Regions from separate parts of the Sus scrofa genome. Here region 2 is linked to region 1. Evidence: chromatin contacts called from public HiChIP or PLAC-seq data. All regions are on one chromosome and are shown on one strand. Each heading gives the region's core, a stretch centred on a gene start, on an enhancer-like site or on the middle of the called end of the contact. The rest is flanking DNA. Distances are from core to core; before and after follow the strand shown. Region 1 overlaps GAB1 (GRB2-associated-binding protein 1). Region 2 holds the start of GAB1 (GRB2-associated-binding protein 1).

Region 1 (3,622 bases), core at 119-2,618:
CTAAGTTGCCTCTCATATGTCAGCATATAAATCAATTAGCACCTACAAATTAGCTAAGAATTTCCCAAAATAAAAATAAAAGGAATCAAGAGAATAAAAGGAATCAAAAGCTTGATTAAAATAAAAAATTAGAAGCTGGTGACTCACACAATGTACAGATATGAAGGCTTCAGATTTCAATCTCCTCATTTCATGGATAAGGAAACTAAGGCCCAAGAATGAAATGATCTTTTCTAAATCTTAACTAGAATCACTAGAAGAAACACTAATATCCAATTCTGTGGATGCTGCATGGCCCAGAATTGGTTCCCTCTAACGGTGTGAGATAATATAGTATTATAAGCTTTAAAAGAGAAGAAACTGTGTCATCTTTCTTGTTTCTATAGCTCCTACGAATTGCCTTGCTTAAGAAATATTACTAATTTTCTTTACAGTGGGAGAAGAAGATCAGAACGTGTAGAGGAGGAGTTCCCTTGTGGCACAGTGGGTTAGGGATCCAGCATTGTCACTTCAGGGGCTGGGGTTGCTGCTGTGGTACAGGTTTGATCCCTGGCCTGGGAACCTCTACATGTTGCAGGTGCAGCAAAACACAAACAAACAAACAAGGTAGAGGAGGCTACCCCTTGCTTCATTTCTGGTCTTTGTAGACGTCTGCAGACCCTAGGATCTCAGCACACACCTTGCAAATCAGTGCCAACCTTACACAGAGGAGGTTTGGAGACCCAGACGCAATGCCTCAAAGACATCCTATGAAAGGACTCAAGATTCAAAGGCACAAGACACTTGCAAATCAGTTAACCTCTCAAGCTCAAGGTGTCTCTGCTCCAAAAGGAATAAACTGTACTTCCTGACCTCCCTGGCTGTTTCTAGTATTAAACATTATTTTGCTGTTTAGACCTGAAGTTTACAACTTTGACACACAAAATAATATTTTAATAAGCTCCTCTCAGTGTGTCTCTTTGGTGGGTTACTGTGAATCTTACATGCATACATAGTCCAGCCCCTACCTGCCCCAAAGACAAGGTGGGTAATGGGAAAGGTTTGCTCTGCCACTGAGTCCCCACTTCCTTTCCTAATGCCTCTTCCACCAGAAAACAGGTTACTTTGCTGTATAGCAGAAATTGACGGAACACTATATCACTCATAATAATTTTTTTTTCTTTAATAAAAAAGCTCCTGTGTTGGGGATTAGGCCCATGGCAATTTGAGTTTTACTGTGAGCACCAGGGCCTAGGGCCAGACCTGTCACATCAAAACTACTGTTGCTAGGCTGGGGTCCCTTCAGACAGGCTGCCCGTTTGGTGTCCAGAGAGGCTTTGGGCAGAAGCGGCCCCTCAGCAGAGCTGGTCAGCGGGGCAGAGCTGGTCTGAGGCCAGAGGCATGGGTCACAGAGAGGCCAGAGACACTGGGAGGCCAGCCTGGAGTGTGAGCCCTGGTATGTAACCTGAAACTTGAGAAGGTGATTAAGAGAGAGACACTCAGACAAGGAAAGAACAGGAGACATTTGGAGGCTAGAAAAGTGAGAGGAGGGGAGGGAGAGATTACTTGGGGAGTTCCAGTCAACTGTCTCAAAAAAACAAATGTTATTATCTCCCAAATGAGTCAAAATAACATGAATTTATTGTGTCTGTGAGCTAAATGGGATCTTATTCATTGTGCAGCATAAGGAGTGTGGCTACTAATACACATGTGTCAAGAAAAAGAAAAGCCAGGTCACAGGATTTTCATAATGATGGAAGGAACCAGAACTTACGCTGTATCTTTGTATAGAACTTTACAGTTTACAAATCGCCTTCATGTGTACTTCCTGCTCTGATCCTCACAATGACTTCATGACATGAACAAACTGAGGCTCAAGAGGTTGACTGACTGGTCTGATGCCCACACTGCCCTGTAGAAGGGCTTCAGGTCTGTCTGGGGCTCCCCCAGCACCCCCAGTTTCTTTGGAACTACTTTCCCTCAAAAACCATCTTTTAAGAGAAATAAAACGTATCCTTATACAGTAAACTTTTTTTTTTTTTTTTTTTTAGAGCCGCACCTGCAGCATATGAAGGTTCCGAGGCTAGGGGTCGAATTGGAGCTGCAGCTGACAGCCGACGTCACAGCCACAGCAGCGCCAGATCTGAGCCACATCTGTGACCTACACCATAGCTCACGGCAACGCTGGATCCTTAACCCACTAAGCGAGGCCAGGGATCGAACCTGCAACCTCATGGTTCCTAGTGGGATGTATTTCCACTGCGCCACAACAGGAGCTCCACTTTTTTCACTTTTTATGTCTTGCACTGACACAGGCTGCAGGTTAGATATCATTAAATCGTGTTTTTTTTTTTTTTTTATCTTACTGAAGTATAGTTGATTTACAATGTGGTGTTAATTTCTGCTGTACAGCACAGTGATACAGTTATACATATATATACTCTTTTTCATATTCCTTTTCATTATGGTTTATTACAGGATATTAAAGATAGTTCCCTGTGCTATACAGTAGGACCCTGTTGTTTATCCATTCTGTATGTAATACTTTGCATCTGCTAACCCCCACCTCCAATCTGTCTCTCCCCCATCCTCCCTTTCCCCTTGGCAACCACAAATCTGTTCTCTATGTCTAGTCTAAACCATGTTTTGATATGTTACACAGCTGCAAAGCATGTTAGCATAGGATGGGTTAACTAAGCTTTGAGAGCTGGTCTGGAAACTTCAGCAGCACACATAGTTCACTATTGTTTCTATGGGAAGCTCTGTTCCAAGTTCCAGTCACCTGACTTAAAAGAGATCTTTTGGCGCATATGAACATGGTCTAAAAATAATCACCCTTGCAAACTGAAGGCATTTCTTGGGTCTCACTTTTCTTTTTCATTTCATTTAAATATATACAGACATACACAGAGGCTGTTTTCATGGAGAAGCAGGACCGGTATGAAAAGCTAAGCATTTCAGTACAACAGAAGAAACAGCATCAAACTGCCACATGTGCTGCTTGTGGATTGCATAAAGAAGTGGGAAAGTCCCCTTCCACCCCAAAACTGTGCCAAGACATCAGACATGCTCATGGCTGCCAGGAGTCTGCAGTTATCCAAGTCAGAATCCACATTTTAGATAAATCGGCATAATACTGTAATGATCCAAAAGTTCAGAAAGGACTTCAGGGGTCCTTTTGGGGCCCTTCAAAAGATCAGTTTGGAGAAAAAACGCCTCCCTGCCAAAGGATTTCAAATGCTAAAAGCAGAAGGGCAGGTTTTCAGTGATGAATTTTCAGCAAATTACCCAACATACATAGTTGAAAGTTCTCTCATTAAGAATCGAGGTGCTGGGCCTAAGATTTAAAAAAAAAAAAAAAAAATCCAGCGTATATAAAGAGAGAAATCAGAGCAGGGCCCTGACCACTACATCTATTAAAGGAAACAGGTGACCAGAACATCAGGATAAATTTCATTAAGCTCTCCTGATGCTTTCTGATTTGTTAACAATGGATTTAGCCACAGTTTTTCAGAAATATGTCTGTTGTGTTAAGTTCAGACGTGAATTATGCTTAAACCCAACCAGGCAAAAAACCCCAAGAAAGAACAATCAGATGGAATCTAAATATAATACTCTCAGCCGAAAGTTCAGACAAAAACCT
Region 2 (3,951 bases), core at 280-2,779, 44 kb after region 1:
TCGCAGCAAACAGCCAAGGCTCTCGGGCCAAACTCCAATGTCCCTCGATTCAAAACCGCAAAAATGTGAACCCTGCTAAGCAAACGGCAGGGCGCGTAATAACTTTTTTCTTTCCCTTGCGCGCGGACTGGAGATGCTCTTTTCTAATGCAGCTTCCCAGGTTCCCCTCCCGCTTCCCGCAACCACCCCGAGGGGAAGGCGGGAGGGAGCGCGGACCAAAGAGAAGACTGCTGAGTTCAACACCTTGGCGGTTTTCCCAGTGCGGGAAATTTACTACACAGCAGCCCCTAAGAATTCCATGCAGAAATCACGAAAAGAGAATGCCCTCCCCTCACCCCCGCTAAAATAATAAAAACACGCAGCGGGCGTTCAGCTGGCAACGCTGGGCCTTCCGATGAGCCGAAGTCTGCAATCTGGATGGAGGAAAGATCCCCGGCCAGGCGGAGGCCAGGCGGGAGCTTACAGCCCGGGTCCCAAGCCTGCCGGGGAAGGGGCCCAGGGGCAAGGGATGGGGACTGAGTGGAAGCAGCAACGCCCGCGCGAGCCGCCCCGGGATGGGAGCAGCGGCGGAGTTTTACTTACATAACGCTTCAACTTTTTCTCCGGGGGGGACTTGCGGAGCCATCCCGAGCAGACCACTTCGCCGCCGCTCATGGTGCGCGCTTCTCAGGCTCCGCGCCGGGCGCGCTCCCGACACCGTCGACGCCGGGCGGTCGCGCAAAGGCGGGGACCTTGCTCTACTGCGGCGCACCTCGGGTGGACGGGGTGGACCGGGCGGACGGGCTTCGCGGCGCGCAGGCTCAACGCGTCCGAACTTCTTCCCCGCAGGCAGGTCCTTGGACGTGAGTAGAATCGGGCTGCGCCGCCGAGGCCGACACCTCGGGGCTGGGACCGCGGCCGGGCCGAGGGCGCCCCGGCCTTCCTTCAGTGCGCCCGCCTGGCCGCCAGGCGTGCCGTTCTGCCGGCCGCCTCCGCCGCGCTTCGGCTCCACGGGACTCTGCCCCGGCGCGGAGCCCAAGCCTCGGCCCCCTGCGCTCCGCCCCCTCGGGACAGGACCTCCCAAAGCGCTCTCGAGACAGACACGACGCTGCACGCGCACACACACATACACACTCACACACTCACAAAGCCCCCGGGAGGCGCCCACTCTGGCTCGCCCGCTCTGGGTTTCGGGGCGCCCGGCGCGATCCTCTCCTTCCTCCTCCTCCTCGGGAGAGGGTGGGTCACTTCTCCGCGGCGCCCGGGCAGCGGGGAGGAAAGGGGAAGCCGCGAGGGTCCCGTGGGCACTGGGCGCGGGGCTGGTCCCGAGCCACGGAGGGAGCCGCCGGCTGGGCGTCGCTGGGCAGGGCGCAGGTCTAGCCGGAGGGTGGGTCCGCGCTCGCCGCCGCCGCCGCCGCGGGAGAAAGAAGGCGGAGAGACGAGGAGCTCCGCGGCTAGACTGGGGGGGACCGAGCCCACCGTCCGGTCCCCTCGCGCTCCTCCCGCGCCGCCTCCCCCACCCCGGGGCGTGCGGTAGGTTCCGAGCGGCCCGGCCCCCGGCCCAGATCCCTCCCTCTCTCGGCCTCCCGGCTCCCTCTTCCTCCCTTCCCTCCTCCCCTTCCCACGTTCGGCCGGCTCCGGTTTCTGCCTAGACTTTCTCTGAAACTCCGCCGGAGCGCTTCCAGCCAAAACAACAAGGGCCGGGGAGGAGGAGACGCACGGAGGGAGGGAGCGAGAGAGGGAGGGAGCCGGAGTCCGAGAGGCACCCTGGGATCTGTAGTTCGGGAAGCTGGAGAGGGGTCCTTGGCCGCCTGGCTGCATTGGCGCCGGGAGCCCCCCGCGGGGTCCTCGCTGGGAATAGCGGCCAGGCCTCGGAGAGAGTAGCGCTCCGGGGCTCGGTCTGCTGAAGGAGTGAGGAACGTTTGAATGTTCGGTCTGGGGATTGCCATGTTGGCTCAGCCGAGTGTCAGTTTGGAGTTTGTTCGGTTTGTTTAATCAGGGGTTTGGGCGGGGGGTGAGGGGGCCTCTACTTGACGGCCGGAGGGAGACCGCGCGCCCTGAGAGTCCTCGACCCCTGTGCCCCGGCCCTCGAGGTTGAAGGTCAGACACCAGGAGAACAAGGGCGCAGGGGATCGCGCTAAGGCACCCAGTCTGGAGAGGAGATCAGAAGGGGACCCTTTCGGGCCGCTGTGGGCTGGACCTTGGAGCAGCCTTGCCTGAGTAATGGGAGTTCTTACTGGGACCAAAGATTTGGTTGAATCTCTCTCTGGGACATTTTGAAGTCACTCTCCCTCCACTTGTAGCCAGTTTCTTCCACTTGACTTTGGATTTGTTTAAAATCTACCCTTGGGATGTTGAACCAGAAAAGGGAAACTTTACTAGACGTCTTAGCTCTATTTGCTTGCGTGTGTGTATTGCAATTATGATACCTGGTCCTGAGTTTGACACGATCCTGTAATAGAAATATAAATTTATTTGTGAAAAACAAAGCCCCCAAACAAATTTTAGAAGGTAATATAAATAAATGAGATAAAAGTGCTAAAAATAGTAGATGAGTGAACATTTCTGGAAAAACCTAACCTCAGGCACTTGCTTATTAATAACAGTACTGGCATTCAAAAGTTTCTCTTGAGTTTGAAAAGGTTTACCATTATAGCAGGAAAATAGGTGCTGGGTGGTGACAAAGTTCCCTGCACTCATGGAGGTGACATTTCTGTGGTGGCAGAGGATAAACAGGGGTCAGCACAAGTACAAATTGTGATAAATGTTGTGCCCTGGGGAAAATAAACACGGTAAATTGGAAGAATAACCAGATGGGACTAGGTCAGATAGAATGAGAGAAGTCTTCCTTGAAGATAAGCTAGCCAGAGATGAGAAAGGTGTTTGTAAAGAAAGAGGAGATTTATACTTGTTTTGTAGAAAAATCAAAGAGATAAGGAGGATTGAGAGAGAAAAAACAAGCAAGAGGGTTCATTGTTTTTCTTAAATTTTAAGGCTTTTCAGAATACGAGTGTAATTTTTATGGCAGCTAATAAACCAAAGCAATTTTTTATGTGAGCTCGGGTTTTACCACAAGCCTTCCAAATGAAAATAAATCATTGAATTTGATTTCTGCTTCTCCCACAGGCAGTGTGTCTGTACAAAGTATTTATAATTAACATTGCTAAGCCTAGTCCACTCTTTCCTAGTTAACTGTTGACTAGACAATTTACTGCTCCTCCAGTCCTGTTGTAAAGGCCTTTTTAGTGGAAATTTGTACTGCCATTGTGCCTCGGTATTCCCAGGGAATTGGTTCCGGGACCTTTCCCCTTACCCAGATCCTTTAATGCTCAAGTCCCTTATGTAAAATGTTGTAGTATTTGCATGTAACCTAAATGTGTCCTCCCATATACTTTAAATCACCTCTGGATTACTTGTAATACCTAATACAGTGTAAATAATATGTAAATAGTAAGTACAATGTAAATACTATGTAAATAGTGGCCAGCAAATTCAAGTTTTGCTTTTTGGAACTTTCTAAATTTTCTCTGAACACTTCCCACTCCAAGGTTCATCGAAGCCTCGGATGAGGAACCCAAAGATATGGAGGGCCCACTGTATCTCCTGGACTACTTTGGGATGTTCCAATGATTTTTTTTTTTTGCTTTATTTCAAATGGATTCAGTTATCTCATTTGCATATAAGAAATCAGTAAGTATTTTTCCCTCTCTTTGACTGTGTTGTTTGAGATTTGCATTTCTAAAGATCAGGTAAGTGAGGAGAGGTTGAAGACAAGCATGTCTTCTTACACGTATGTAGAAAGGACATTGGCTTTATCTTTACATTATATGCCATTTTTAGATTATCTGTTAAATTATATTTATGTCATTTAAAACATGCTGGAAAACACTATTACACCTAAGTGTCTTACATTTCATTCATACGACGAATATTTATGGCATGTCCTTGTATGTACAAGTTCCTGAGGACCCA

What was found. HiChIP or PLAC-seq counts read pairs in DNA pulled down with a chosen protein or histone mark.
Region 2: a contact with region 1 is called in an H3K27ac HiChIP or PLAC-seq map of skeletal muscle. The contact joins the promoter of GAB1 here to the enhancer-like site in region 1. A contact is called at or near these places in 7 of 47 Hi-C or Micro-C datasets (embryonic fibroblasts, fetal heart ventricle, fetal skeletal muscle and 3 more) and 1 of 2 datasets of contacts at active chromatin or transcription factors (skeletal muscle).

What each region holds. Positions count from the first base shown.
Region 1 is chr8:84,345,838-84,349,459 of Sscrofa11.1, forward strand. All of the region lies in intron 1 of GAB1 (GRB2-associated-binding protein 1), which reads right to left. Among named protein-coding and RNA genes, the nearest start is that of GAB1, 44 kb to the right of the region's middle. Within about 2 kb of position 1,369, at least 20 of the 83 cell types and tissues checked have an H3K27ac peak or open chromatin away from gene starts, as enhancers often do. A contact at or near this core is called in fetal skeletal muscle and skeletal muscle, where this site is marked.
Region 2 is chr8:84,389,982-84,393,932 of Sscrofa11.1, forward strand. GAB1 (GRB2-associated-binding protein 1) reads right to left here and starts at 1,530. Exons shown (of 12, transcript XM_003129177.6): 1 at 583-1,530. The coding sequence starts at 654.